Linked DNA regions of Mus musculus: all the other regions are linked to region 3. The links are chromatin contacts, called in public Hi-C and HiChIP or PLAC-seq maps. All regions are on one chromosome and are shown on one strand. The core of a region is the stretch at or near the end of the contact, and the rest is flanking DNA. Distances in the headings are between cores, read along the strand shown.

Region 1 (2,712 bases), core at 80-2,579, 150 kb before region 3:
TGTGGTGCACAAGTATGTTAAATTAATGTGCTAATGTACATGTTTAATCTGGCAGCCATGACAGAGATCTGGGGTGGGAGACTAAGAAGTGAGACTGAAACTCACTATATAGTTTGTGTTGGCCTTGAACTCACCATCCTCCTGCCTCTGCCTTCCAGGGTTTCTACTAGCTGTGTCTGTTCCACTGGGCTTGTCCCTACAGTTCCTGCCCCTTATGGTTGAGTCCATTGCAAGACTGTGTCCTAAGCAATGATACTCGCTGCCACCACTTGATTAGGTTTGGTCCATGGACAGCTTTGCTTAACAATGAGACACAGTTCCCAGCAACGTTGCCACCAGTTCTGAGGTTATGTAATCTCTCCAGAGCTTACTCTTGCCATCCAAATGTGAAGGCAATGGCATTGGGCCTTGCCCTTGACCCATAGCTGCTTGGGAGGCCCTGTGGCTCCCCCATGGGCAAGGTCCTCCTCCACTGCTCAAATGCAGGACACAGCGCCCACGCTCCAAGACCAGGAATGCATCTTGGACTGCTTCTCTCTTACATCACTGGGTTCGTCTTCTGCAGAGCCACAGCAGTGCTGGGATAGCCTTCCATCTGGGCAGTTGCTGCTACCAAGTCCTAGTGAGCAGGCAGGGCAGGCAGGGAGTCCTCTCTCGTGGGGACTCTATGCTTGTCACTGAATGGGCAGGCATCCCGCAGCAGTTTCGCTAACCTGAAACTTAGACTCAGCTCTACTAAAAGTTCTCGTGAACGAAGGGAAATGCCTGTTTTTATGAAAATCACCAGTGGGTAATAATCCTCCATTGCAGCCAATAATCACAGTGTCAAACTTGGCAGCAAAAATCTGCGTCTGCTGGGGGAGGGTTGAGGGGGGGAGGAATGGTGGCCGGAAATAGCCTGCAAGCTTAGCATTTCCTTTTATAATTAGGAATTCTTGGAAATTAGGCATTGCTGCTCTACCAGACACTTTACAGCTGGCTGAGCTACAGAAATGGACACACACACACACACACACACACACACACACACACACACAAAGACTGTTAGACTGTTGACGATAAGATTTAGAATTCCAATAACACTTGCTGACTGGGAGGAAGAAAAGAGAAAAAAAAAGAACATAGCTGTAACACTCACTTTGATTTGGAGTACTTTCTCTGGGGGCTACTTACCTCTAAAAACACACTATTGATCATGGGGTTAAGGACTTCAGCCTTCTTGTTGCTCTGTGAAATTGAAAGTATGAAATTGACGGATTAGGGCCTCAAGGCTTAGCACGTCAAATATAAGGCACCGCTTTGTAGAGGAATGTCTTAGAGGAAGAAGTGTGCTTGGCGTCTGCACCTTCCTTATGCAATCTCTAATTCTACCAGCAACCCTAGGAGGGGCTTGGTGCTGCGGTAAGCCTAGGCGCTAGCTAGCAGGATGAAGAAACAGCGATCGGGAGGTTGAGCAATTTACGTGAGTTCACATTGCTAGAAATGTAGACTTTTTTCAGTGGTGGGAAGCTGGTAGCTGATTGGATCCTATCTTCTGCTTGCCCAATCTGCCTGACACCATCCTACACCCAGATCAGCTAGGGTTACAATGTTGATGGTAAATTTGTCATGATCTTTATTATTGTGTTAAAAAAAAATCTTTTTGGTTTTTGTGTAGCCCGCCTCATGCTTCCAAAGGCTGAGATTACAGACATGTGCTGTGCCTCACTGCAGATTTTAATTAAGGCATCTGTATAGCTTTCCGAGATTCTTATTCTTAAGAATTTTATTTATTTATTTGAGACAGGGTTTCTCTGAATAGCCCTGGCTGTCCTGGAACTCACCCTGTAGACCAGGCTGGCCTCGAACTCAGAAATCCGCCTGCCTCTGCCTCCCGAGTGGTGGGATTAAAGGCGTGCGTCACCATGCCCGGCTTATTCTATTTATTTTTAATTACATGTTTATGTTGGTATAGGGTATGTGCATGTGAGTCCAGGTGCCCTCAGGGGCTAGAAGAGGGCATTGGAGTCTCTGAACCTGTAATTATAGACAGTCATGACCTTTAATATGTAATATGTGGGTATTGGGAACTGAACCTGGGTCCTCTGCAAGAGCACTACATGCTTTAACTACTGAGTCAACTCTCCAGCCCCTGAAACATTATTATTGTTGTTATAAAATTTCCAGTCCTCCACTTATGTGTCCTACTAGTCTATCCTGCCTGCTCTTCTTTTGTTCTCTTTGTTCCCCTCTCTCCCTCTTCCCCCCACCTCACCCGTGAGCACAAATACTGTAGGTTATCTACCAGAGGAGCGACACGGTGAGGGCATTCTTAACTAGAACTTTCAAGTAGGTCTGTAGATCCAGGTTTGAGAATCACAAGTGTATGTGTACCGCGTGGAGAATGAATCCCCGTTTCAGGTGCTCCAAAAGGGAGAGATGGTCGTTATCCTTAGTTATATTATTCGGCTGTCAATCAGCAGGCTTCCCTATCTAAACCGCTCAACAGACCCCTACAGCAATGAATCTTTAACGGGGCAATCTTAGTCGGCTGGGTTCCCTTACTGTACCTGGAAGGCTCTGTGTCGAGCAAACAAAAGCATATGAATTAAGTCTGTCTTCCCAGAGAAGCCTTCCTTTGCTGGCATTAGGAAACCACAATGGAGTCTTGGAAGAGGGTGAGGAAGGACCTCTTCAAACACTCAAGTCACTTTAGTAAGTAACCAGAAAATC
Region 2 (2,700 bases), core at 40-2,539, 250 kb before region 3:
TTCCTTCCAACTCATTTTCCTTATCATCTTTTTGACTGGCTGACCACATCTAGCACTCCCGACACCATGTTCTCTTAAACTTTACTAAAAGATTATCTTTCTTTTCCTTAAACAGCGTGAATTTCAGTGGAAAGTGGGGGTAACAGGAATCGGTGGTGCTATCCTTGAGAGAGACACATACATTACTTAGTATTCTCTGTCTTAGTCTGCAGAGCTGCAACATCCACAGGACAAAGACATAACCACAGAAAAACAGTATTGACAACTAAAATGGTGTCAAAAATTGGGAACTACAGTGTATCTCTTTTTATAGAACCTTTCATTTTTATCAAATTAAAACGACTCCACAATCTATTATAACCCAAAATACCACAAGGATTTATACTGTAGAAATGTCTCATAGTTTTAGTGTAAATACAGAAGCCGGATGAATACAGCCAGGCAACACCGTATAAAACTGCTGCTACATACTATTTTCAAGGCAGTGTCAGATCTATACATGAAATGCAAGGTATTTCAAAATGAAAGCTATTTGGTGCCTTTAAATTTCACAGAATTAACGAGACATTTCCCAAATCCTAGCAAACCTACGTATCCATACCAAGATGCCATTCATGTAGGCAGTTCACGGGAAGCAGATGTACGGACAACCACAGAGATAAGCTAGTAAATAGTCAGTTATTCTCCACTAGCATAGAGCACACACCCCGCACCCCGTCTCTGACAGTAAGAGAATAATCAACCTGCTCGAGCTGGAATCAGATTCATTTTCCTCTTCACTAGTGCCATCGTCCACTTCTGGTCTCTCCAGCCAGTGTGCACCAGCACAGCCTTCTGCTGTAAACTCAAATGCAGGGACATCTGAGGTGGATGCCATTGGCCAAGAAGGTGAATTCTGGAAATCCAGTTGGCTGGACCTTCGGTAACCAATGGAAGCCAAAGGCAATTGTAGGTTACACGGATCTAAAAACTTTCTCCCACCGTTTGCTCCGGTCTGTCCTCGGTTCCAAAATTCTCCCTGCTGGCTGTCAACGGAAGAGTTAGACGATGCTTGATGGCCAAACCACCTCCACCTGATTTTCAAAATCTGTTTCACGTCAAACTCTTTGCGAGAACCAGACATCCTCAGAGAAACCGAGTGATCGTCTAGGCAACGGGCAAAAAACACGGCGCACAGATTTGTGTATCCAACCAAGACAAGAGAAGTATATTCCCTGCTGTACCCAAAAAATAGCTTTAAAAGAAAACAAATCGTTCAAATATATATCTCCATTTACTTTCATCCCAATATATCAGACTATGAAGAACAAAGGGTAATGAATAAAGATGAACGCGGTGGAACACTCCGCTCGATCGGAGCAAACTCTGATCCACCTATCCTGAAGCAGCCCCAGCACTTTCCCTGCTCCCCTTCCCATCCAGACCCTGGACTCGCACAAACACTGACAGCATTCATTAAAGTCCTTTCAAATGCAGAACACCACCCCCTTCTCTGAACCACAAATGACAGAGACTGAGAGCACTATCCCCGCTGCAGAATCAAATCGCAGCCTTTATTGCTCGGTGCATTAACTCTTTTATGGCTGAAACAAGAGCCGTTAACGCAGAGCATTTTCCTTTGTACTTAAAAACCACTTTTCCACCAGCAGTGGTTCCTGCTTTTAAACCAAGTTCTTAGGTGAGTTCTTAGTTCATATCACAGAACACATTTTCTAAAAAGCATTTTAAATGAGATTTGAGGATTCTTGAGCTGTGTTGGGTGGGGATGAGGAGGAGGGTCTAAGCTGGGGCTCTGGACTGGTGGCCACTATCCTCCTGTCTCCTCCCTCTCCTCCCAGGATGCACAGTGACATCCTTGGTTAAGAGTTCATTTGAACAAGGGATAATGAGAAAAACTAGACGAAAAAGTTTGAAAACTACAATGGACCAAAATATGTCAGTACTAACTCTTTAAAAGGGATACCCTGACACCAATATCACTCACTCTAATTCAAACAGGGCTGCTTCCTCCAGTTTGACACCTAGATTTCCTATTGGAGAGGGATGGTGGGGCTCAAGGCTTAAGATTCCTTAGCTGCAGAGAGCACTGGACTGTGGCCTCTGTGGCCAACAAGACAGAGCAGTGCTGTGGACATGCTCACTGCAAATTGATAAGGAGAAAAAAATTAAAATTTAAAATACTAAAGAGTTACTTTGAGTATTCTAGTAGGCGTGGTGGAAGACAGGAATATACACATACTGATGTCTAACCTCCAGAATGAATAAATACAGTCACTGAAGTGAATAAAAGCACTGATTAGTCAAAATATAAAATATTATAATAGTGTAATATTAAGAATTTGTGATTTTAAAGTGCAGAACAGAATTTAGATGTTCAGTACTGAACCCCCTGTCAAATAATTTCACATAAAGCTGTTTTGACATTGGCTGAAAAGTCTGTTTTGGAGACTTTTGGCACAAAAATACCATGAGGCCTGTAGCTTAACCTCATGTGGCCCCTAGAACTAAAAACTGTTCAGAAAAAACAGAATAAGAAGCATGAAAAGCCGCGCAGAGCTCTGTACTGGCACTGTGGGGGACCTCCAATCAGCTCCCTTAGCGCCTGGGTAGGAATGGAACACTGACAAGGAGGGGTTCCGTCAGCTAGCCATACCTGCTTAACTTTAAGAACAGGAGAAAGTTAGGTGAAGGAAGGAGACA
Region 3 (2,700 bases), core at 91-2,590:
TAAACTTTAAAAAGGTATGGCATGTCTTTACCCCGTAATCTGATGTTGAATTTATTTTTTTATTATATTTATTTATTTTTATTTTATTTTATTTTATTTTATTTCTTCTTCCCTCTCCCTCTTTCTCTGGCCCTGCTCTCTCTGGGCCCGCGCTCTCCAGCCCATAGAGTTTTTTAAAATTTGTTTCTCATTACGAATGGTTGTGAGCCATCATGTGGTTGGTTGCTGGGATTTGAACTCATGACCTCTGGAAGAGCAGTCAGTGCTCTTAACCGCTGAGCCATCTCACCAGCCCTAATGTTGAATTTATAATTAATGATTATATTGTCTGCAATTTTCATGCAATAAAATTCAGCCATCATATTTTGATGGGAATCCTATAATATGTTGAATAACAAAACAAAAACTTGTGAATACTGCACATGGGTGTGCTGGGGCCGGTCTGCCGCGAGATGCTCGTGTACAGAGCTCTCCTCACCGTCCAGGGAGAACAGGGAGGGCATACCATATCCTTAGCTCCAGATGCCCTGCTTTTACCCAGTCTGACCAACCCTGAAACCACTTTCCCACCCCCACCCCTTCACGTGTCAGCTCATGCATACAGTTAGAGAGAAGTCAAGAACACCCAGATAAAAGCCCAGGTTTTACTTCCCCGTGTGTGCACAGCGAGAACTGTCTGCTGTAGGCTTTATGCAAATTGGGGGGGGGGGAGAAGACAGAGGAGAACATTACCCCCAGTGTTAATTTACTCTAGGCCTCCAAGAAGTAGGAGCCGTGGCCTTTTGAGTAAGGAGCCGGACGAAGGTTAAACTAGACCGATAAATAGCCAAGAGCCAGCTATTCATATAACTTTGTTTTAAACTATGTTAAGGAAACAAAATGGGAAGAAATGATATGGGAGCTGGGCATGGAACCCAGGGGCTAGACTGTCTAGGATTTGAGAAGGGCTGTGTTTTATCGCCAGCAGCACACGACCAAGCACGGTGGCACACGACTATAATTCCAGGACTTAGGAGAGGAGAGTCAGGAGTATCAGAAGTTCAGGGGCATCCTCAGCTACACAGGAAGTTGAGGGAGGGGGAGGGGAAGGGGAGGGGGAGGGGGGAGAGAAGGAAGGGGGAGGGGGGGAGTGAGAGGGGGAGGGGGAGAGGCAGGAAGGGGGAGGGGAGGGGGAGAGGGGGAGGAGAAGGGGAAGGGGAGGGAGAGGGAGGGGGTGGGAGAGAAAAACCAAATCTAGAAAATAGAAAGTCAGAGTCTGCCAGAGAAGAATAGCAGGAACCATTGATAACAACCTCCTCTCCCTCCTACACACTCCTGTGTCTGCCAAGAAGCAAGGGCCTGCCTGGAGTCAAAGGGCCCTAGTGGACAAGAAGTGGTTTCACTTCACGTGCTATTCCCTGAGAGCCCTTCTCACTTGGGAAAGCAGAAGTTCATGTATTAAAATAGAACGATTGTGCATGTAAGAATAATGCCATCAGCAAAGCGGCTCTTCCTGCTCTAACATTCAGTCATACGGTCTGTGGCTAGCTCTTTCCAGTATGGACTCTGCTGGCATCTCTAGCTTAGCTTTTGACAGGAGAATTTAGGAGTGCTAGCTGAAAAACCTGGCATTGTTTACTGTAAACCCTGTACTGAATTCTCAAATAAATCCTTTGTGCCAGAAAGGTCTAAGAAGGACCCTGCGCTCTGCACAGCTCACCCTGACCAGAGCACCTGCTCAGCTGGTCAGTGCTGGGGTGGCAGTGGGGCGCAGTGTGTGCTGCAACAGGTCTTGGGGATTGGACCGCCCAGGTTTCCTTATCTCTCCCTCTTCCTCCTCCTCCCCCCCCCCCCCCATTGCCTCTTAAAGACAGAGAGCATAGTCCTTTCCCCATCAATTTAGTTTTCCCTCCTTTCCGATCAGGTGTAACAGTAGAGAAATTAAAACTAAACTGGCCTAGAACCAGGGATGGAGTTAATAAAAGATGCTAATCTGAGAGCCTGTTAGAAACACAGCATTTCAGGCTCAACCCAGACCTACAGAACCAGAGCTTTCCTTTCAGCAAGATTGCTCTACTTGCCAGTACACAACAGTTCCAGGAACCCTGGGGGAAAGAAAGCTTTAAAAGAACCTAGGGTTTTTTTTCGGGGGGGGGGGGGGGGGGTTTCCTCTGTGAAATTTTGGATTACAGTGCCATCTTGTGGTCACATCAGTAGTTACACTTGTTCGTTGAAGAGGATGAGCTACCAGAACAACTCAGTAAAGGTCAAAAGGAAAAAAATGAGCAGTAGTCAGAGGTCTGCCATTGCGGTCTCTTTCCACACAGTGTCCATTGAAAATACACAGTTCTTCTCCCAACGGTGCCCTCTCCCCTAATTCAGAAGAGCTGCCGGTGGATCTAGGGGTTTTCTTCATCAGAAGTGGTAGCACACATTCAGGAATTTCGTCCCACTTACACCTTCATGTTTCTAAAACTAAATTATCCTAGAGGGTTAAAAGATCACTGGGTCTACTGAATGAGTTCCAGGACAGCCAGGGCTACTAAGAGAAACCCTGTTTTGAAAAAACCAGAAAACAAAACAAAACAAACAGAGATTATCTAGACAGTGATCCCTCTTTAAGGGTGAGGACTGCTTTCATTTTTTAAATATTTATTTATTTATTTTGTGTGTGTGTGAATGCTGTAGAAACGCCAGAAAGGGGCATTAGTTTTCATTATT
Region 4 (2,700 bases), core at 109-2,608, 230 kb before region 3:
TAGTTCCAACTAAAAGCACAATTGGACAAGGGAGTGAATGAAATGGCAGATCAATGGACATCAGCAGTGACTAGAATCTCTCAGTGTTAAATGTATCTTAGGCTAAACTCAATGTTCTTAAGAGGCCCTTCATCTGAGTACTGGTGGCGCATGCCTTTAATCCCAGCACTTGGGAGGCAGAGACCGGTTGTTCTCTGAGTTTGAGGCCAGCCTGGTCTACAGAGTGAGTTCCAGGACACAGAGAAACACTATTTCAAAAATACAAGAGTCTCTTCAGGGTGGTCTTCTCAACTTCCAATGGGGTCTGGGGGTGACAAGAAATAACTTGGACTAGCTAGTGAATGTAATCACAATACAGTGTATTTATGCACAAAACTGTCAAAAATACTTAAAACTACCTAAAATAAAGCCAACATTTGAAAATATAATGAATTAAAAAAGAAAAAAGAAAAGACAAGCTGGGTCTAGCCTCTTTGAAGGACTGCTGAGACTCCATAATTTTAAGGTCCTGTAAGATGCACAATTGATTAGCCCTTCTTTCCACAAATAACAGGAAGAAATGAAGTAACCCTTCTCCAGCCTCTCCTCTCTAGTCTTCACAGGGCAATCACACCTTCTAAAGGACGATTCTTGACTACACCATTATAGCTAAAATTCTTATTCATTTTCAATCTCCTACTCGGTCATAAAAGCCAAATTGTTTGGCATGGAATTCAGAGTTTTTAATGTCTTAGAGGTCCCACCTGCCCTGCCAACATCATACCTTACATTCTATTCATCTATCTCATATTTCATCTATAACTAAAAATAATTAAGCACATAGATCAAATCAATGAAAACAAATACTATTGAATACTTCCAAACGAGCTCATACACTCACTACGGACATTTAAGTTAGCGAACCTTTCCCCTTGAACATTTAAAGTTAAGTCTCTTAGCTCTGTGTCCCAGCAATGGCAATCTGTAGAATTAGGTATATTATCTACATTCAAGGTAACATTACTCCTAGTAAAGATGACTTCCCAGGTTACTCAGTTTGCATTTGGATTCATATAAAGAAACCCCAGCTTTGGGGGGCTCTTATGATAATTCATATCCTTTCCACGATCCTGGAAGCTAAGTTTATGGAGCTGTAAGAGACGTCATGTGTTGAGGGAACATGGAGTTTTAAAGCTAGTGGCTTTGGTGCCCCCCTAGTTGAGCCTCTTTTGAGATATTACTCAGATGGTACAAGCTGCTTGTACGGACTTCTGTGAAGATCACGTCTACCAATCGGGAACACCAACACAGGCCTGCTGATAAGCTGCCGTCACTGTAGGACTGTCTTCTAAACAAGGAAGCTTCTGGTAGTTTCCTGCACCGCACTGTTTAGATGAGTCCACACCCATCCTGCTTTTACACAGCAACAAATGTGTAAGGACATTTCAGAGACTCAAGATCCTGTGCAGTCTGCACCTAAGACCCTCCTTTAGCCTTCACCCCTGATGGGTCTTACCTGTCATGCACAGCTAGTTATGCCTGTTCATATAGATGAGGTCTCGCTGTGAGCCCTGGCTGATCTGGAACTTGCTACTTGGCTCAGGCTGGCTCCGTCAAACTTGCTTTGATCCTTCTGCCTTCAGCCTTCTAAGTGCACCTATGCACCACCATACCTAGTTGCTAAAACAAACACAGTTTTTCCTCACCTCCCTCATGTTTTTCTGGTAATCTGCTCTTCCAGATATCGTATACACCCACCCCTTAGCTGCCTACTGAAGTGCAGCTATGGATACCTTTTGTCTGGGAAGAGACATTGCTACAGAAGAGGAGCGCACAATGATAAGAGAAAATACAAAGTTGCTGGGAATAAAAATGAAGTCGGTGAAGAAATGTAACAACAGGATGTTAAAGTCTAAAATGTCCACGTAGAAGCTGTCCTGGAGAGCAGTCTGTTTGGTAGGGAACTGCTGGACTAGTAGCATGGACTTTCTCTCTGCAGTAATAGCTTTGAGGTGAAGCCAGGGAGTCTCGAGTAAGGACTGAAGGACATGAAGGTAAGAGGCAGACAATTCAGTCACCTATATCTTAGGAGAGGAAGAAATGAATGAAAGGATTTTTTTTTTAAAAAAAAAAGGCATTTGCCTGTGTGTGGAGAGTGCATACACTAGCTACAAATCAACTCCAAGATTCCCTTCTCATCCTGATTATCATAATCCATCTGTCCTAGGACAACCTGCACACTGATGCTAACTGTCTCAGTCAGGGTTTCTATTCCTGCACAAACAGCATGACCAAAAAGCAAGTTGGGGAGGAAAGGGTTTATTCAGCTTACACTTTCCACATTGCTGTTCATCACCAAGGAAGTCAGGACAGGAACTCAAGCAGGCCAGGAAGCAGGAGCTGATGCAGAGGCCATGGAGGAATGCTACTTACTGGCTTGCTTCCCCTGGCTTGCTCAGCTTGCTTTCTTATAGAACCCAGGACTACCAGCACCACCCACAGTGGGCCCTCCCTGCTTGATCACTAGTTGAGGAAATGCCTTACAGAAGGATCTCATGGAGGCATTTCCTCAAGGGAGGCTCCTTTCTCTGTGATAACGCCAGCTTGTGTCAACTTGACACACAGAACCAGCCAGTACACTAATCACACAGATTTTTTTAAGTGGCGTCTCAGACTTCTTTAATCTCAGACTTCTCAGACGCTACTAGAACAGGGCCTCCT
Region 5 (2,700 bases), core at 24-2,523, 220 kb after region 3:
TTCCCTAACTAGACCTTTAGCAATCACCTTCCATGGTTTATAAATTGAGCAATAGAAGTTAAATATTTTATGTTAGTTAAATATAAATTTATAAGTGACAAATGTGTGTATTTGTGTGTGTGTTAAAATACCAGTCTTTTGTTTCTAGATGTTGTTGTATGTCCATAGATGGGTATCATCCCATTGAGAACCACTGGGTGAATCCATCTTTCCTTATTGGATGATTAGAAAAATAGTAAAAGATGGGCAGAGGGGGAAGAAATGGGACTTCTATAGACTTGTAAAGGAACTGGAGAGTTGATAGTTTTGAAGAATGAATCCAGTATATAATCTCAGAGAACATACACCCATGATAGGAAGAAGGGCTGCGGAGGGAATCAGCAGATAGCCAAGGCCTTGAATGAAGATATGGAACCTGGATTTGGCAAAGGACAATTTGTGGGAGTTAGTTCTCTTCTTCTACCAAATGCATCCCAGGAATCAACTTACCATCAGCTACCATAGTTAGCCATACCTGACTTGGACACAGAAGCTTCAAATATCTTTCTTTCTCCAGTAATTAAAATACATCAAGAGGAGCCAGCAAATGAGCAGTGGAATGAGATGCTTTCTGACATATGTTCATATATATTCATATATTTAAAGAAAAACAACACCTTAACTCGAGGAAAGTACCTCACAGTGGGAATTTCAGGTCGTGGATACCCTTGCAACCACACCCACGAAGCAACAGCCTGTTCGATTGGTGTGTTTCAGCCTGGTCTAATTATAGCAATTATGACAAATGGCTTTGATGCTTGAGGCTGAAACGGGAACTAATACTTCCTAATGAGGCCGGGTTACATTTGCATGAAAGCAGAGGTGGTCCACAGAGCTACAAGCTGTCGGAGGGAGCCACAGTGCTAGAGCTTTTGACACCTCAAGCCTTGATCTTAGCAAGAGAACTGAAACTACCCTGTCTTTCATCTCTAGTCTGGTTAGAAGATCAAGCCAATATGTTTTCTGAGAGCTATTGATTTTTTTTCTTTTTTAAAAGTAATTATAGAAACTGTCTTGGAATCATTTAGTTTTATATGTAAGAACTGCAAAGGCACAGGGGTGGGAAGGTTATCCAGCAAACAAAGACCTTGGAATCTGGGGACTATGGAGGAAATACTTACAGACAGAGGCTTCCTAGAAATAAAATTACTAACGAGCAACTCAAACTGTGATCGTCTCCCCAAGGGACTGGTGAGGTGACCCCACCAGAAAGCTCCAACTTTCCACTCCCTACTTTCAATTTCTTCTCACTCCCACACCCTCCTTGTTATCTGAATCGATGGGGGGAAGTTGTAGGTACGACCTGAATCCTTCCTGATTTGAGTCAAATGAGAAAAAAAAAGTACAGAAAGGAGATATGGTCTTGAGAACAAAGGGAAACTGACTAAATGTGAGATCTTCAGGCACGGGGCGGAGTTGGGAGCATGCATTTTTAACCTGGTGATGCTGACAGTTCCTGGAGACAAAAGGTAGCAGAGCTTTGCTCCCAGCCAGGAAATCAATTGGGCATGGTTCCTGTGTCTCCTTGTGAAGCCATCACCTTGGATTTTTACTTGGGTGGCTCCCTGCTGAGAAGCATGTCACACAATTAACTCTTGCAGGGTTTAAAAGTATTTCCAACAATAGAAAAAGCGGTGGTAGTAAAATAGAGTTTTGTTTTGTTTTGTTTTGTTTTGTTTTCTTTCGAGACTATTACATCTATCTATCATCTATTACAAGCTGGCCTTAGATGTAGCAGAGGAGGACCCCGAACTTCTCTTCTCTTGTCTTCACCTTTGGAGTGATTGGGATTACATGACCACCACATCCAACTTATGGTGCTATCTATCAACCAAGAATTCCATGCAAAATGGACAAGCTCTCGACCAGCTAAGCTGGGTCTCCAGCCCTGGAGCTGGAAGATTCTAAGGTGCAAAATTTATGAACAGCGATCTGTTTATCTGAAGCCTGAGAGGATAAAACTTCATTAGCTGGTGGAGGATATGTGTTTATTTAATTTTATATTGTTTCCTCAGGGTTAGATGACATGAGACAGGATACGTTTTAACAAAGGCTTTCCTATCTAAGTCTCTTCTTTCTACTCATTACTTCCAATGTGATTGCAATATGATGTAATTTTTAACCAGTTGAGTTCTAGTCTAAGCATCTTTTTTGCACCTCAGAAAGAGGTTGTCTTTCAGCATTGCGTTAACAATGCAGCACTCGAAGTTAGATGGAGAATACGTCCTTAAGCCGTCTGATGTTGATTGATTTGGGCCCAAGAGAGTATGACTGCTGACATATTTGTTGACAATAATAACATGCCTACGAAAAAGTGATGTCCTTTGACAGTTATTAATAAAAAAGTAAACCTGATACAAACTGGACTTGGGAAGACTGCAGTAAATGTCAGCAAGCATTTTTACAATTAATGACAGGTATATTTTCCATATTAGTGCTACTGGTCAGAAGAGCAGCCATTGTTTAAGCTAGAGAATGAAACCTCAAATACCTACATGGAGTTGGCCTATAACTGACTAATCATTGGTAGAAGTCAGCTAGGTCAGGATGATAATTGAAGATAGAAACATCCAGGGAAGTGGCAGGATTAGATGACCAAGTTTTTCCTTTGGTATTATTTGTTTTGAATCAGGGTCTCACTATGTGTCCTAGGCTGGCCTT

The links. A called contact is a pair of places that touch in the nucleus more often than the background predicts. HiChIP or PLAC-seq counts read pairs in DNA pulled down with a chosen protein or histone mark.
Region 1: a contact with region 3 is called in a Hi-C map of liver, with 5 times the contacts expected there. The contact joins two enhancer-like sites. A contact is called at or near these places in 1 of 15 datasets of contacts at CTCF or cohesin (pro-B cells), 8 of 484 Hi-C or Micro-C datasets (B cells, CD4 T cells, CD8 T cells and 4 more) and 1 of 115 datasets of contacts at active chromatin or transcription factors (bone marrow-derived macrophages).
Region 2: a contact with region 3 is called in a Hi-C map of cortical neurons, with 5 times the contacts expected there. The contact joins the promoter of Klhl5 here to the enhancer-like site in region 3. A contact is called at or near these places in 5 of 484 Hi-C or Micro-C datasets (Th1 cells, cortical neurons, embryonic stem cells and 1 more), 3 of 115 datasets of contacts at active chromatin or transcription factors (astrocytes, embryonic forebrain and stem cell-derived neural progenitor cells) and 2 of 9 other capture datasets (adipose tissue and macrophages).
Region 4: a contact with region 3 is called in a Hi-C map of muscle stem cells, with 2.0 times the contacts expected there. The contact joins two enhancer-like sites. A contact is called at or near these places in 7 of 39 promoter capture datasets (the 3T3-L1 cell line, the C10 cell line, hippocampal neurons and 3 more), 6 of 484 Hi-C or Micro-C datasets (CD4 T cells, Sertoli cells, Th1 cells and 3 more), 1 of 115 datasets of contacts at active chromatin or transcription factors (bone marrow-derived macrophages) and 4 of 9 other capture datasets (adipose tissue, liver, macrophages and 1 more).
Region 5: a contact with region 3 is called in a BATF HiChIP or PLAC-seq map of CD8 T cells, with 5 read pairs. The contact joins two enhancer-like sites. A contact is called at or near these places in 1 of 484 Hi-C or Micro-C datasets (the 3T3-L1 cell line) and 3 of 115 datasets of contacts at active chromatin or transcription factors (CD8 T cells, embryonic stem cells and pancreatic cancer cells).

Annotation. Positions count from the first base shown.
Region 1 is chr5:65,037,203-65,039,914 of GRCm38.p6, reverse strand. Fam114a1 (family with sequence similarity 114, member A1) reads right to left here. Exons shown (of 14, transcript NM_026667.3): 13 at 1,174-1,227. Among named protein-coding and RNA genes, the nearest start is that of Gm32374, 18 kb to the right of the region's middle. Within about 2 kb of position 1,329, at least 61 of the 459 cell types and tissues checked have an H3K27ac peak or open chromatin away from gene starts, as enhancers often do. A contact at or near this core is called in hematopoietic stem and progenitor cells and liver, where this site is marked.
Region 2 is chr5:65,129,820-65,132,519 of GRCm38.p6, reverse strand. Klhl5 (kelch-like 5) reads right to left here and starts at 1,289. Exons shown (of 11, transcript NM_175174.4): 1 at 744-1,289. The coding sequence starts at 1,123. LOC115490189 (a long non-coding RNA gene) reads right to left here and starts at 737. Exons shown (of 2, transcript XR_003955931.1): 1 at 1-737.
Region 3 is chr5:64,883,136-64,885,835 of GRCm38.p6, reverse strand. All of the region lies in intron 3 of Gm31889 (a long non-coding RNA gene), which reads right to left. Among named protein-coding and RNA genes, the nearest start is that of Gm31889, 4.9 kb to the right of the region's middle. Within about 2 kb of position 1,340, at least 181 of the 459 cell types and tissues checked have an H3K27ac peak or open chromatin away from gene starts, as enhancers often do. A contact at or near this core is called in CD8 T cells, Th1 cells, adipose tissue and 7 more, where this site is marked.
Region 4 is chr5:65,112,214-65,114,913 of GRCm38.p6, reverse strand. It overlaps a transcript of Klhl5 not described here. Among named protein-coding and RNA genes, the nearest start is that of Klhl5, 18 kb to the left of the region's middle. Within about 2 kb of position 1,358, at least 26 of the 459 cell types and tissues checked have an H3K27ac peak or open chromatin away from gene starts, as enhancers often do. A contact at or near this core is called in Th1 cells, adipose tissue and liver, where this site is marked.
Region 5 is chr5:64,660,809-64,663,508 of GRCm38.p6, reverse strand. No RefSeq gene overlaps it. Among named protein-coding and RNA genes, the nearest start is that of Gm26761, 37 kb to the left of the region's middle. Within about 2 kb of position 1,273, at least 49 of the 459 cell types and tissues checked have an H3K27ac peak or open chromatin away from gene starts, as enhancers often do. A contact at or near this core is called in CD8 T cells, where this site is marked.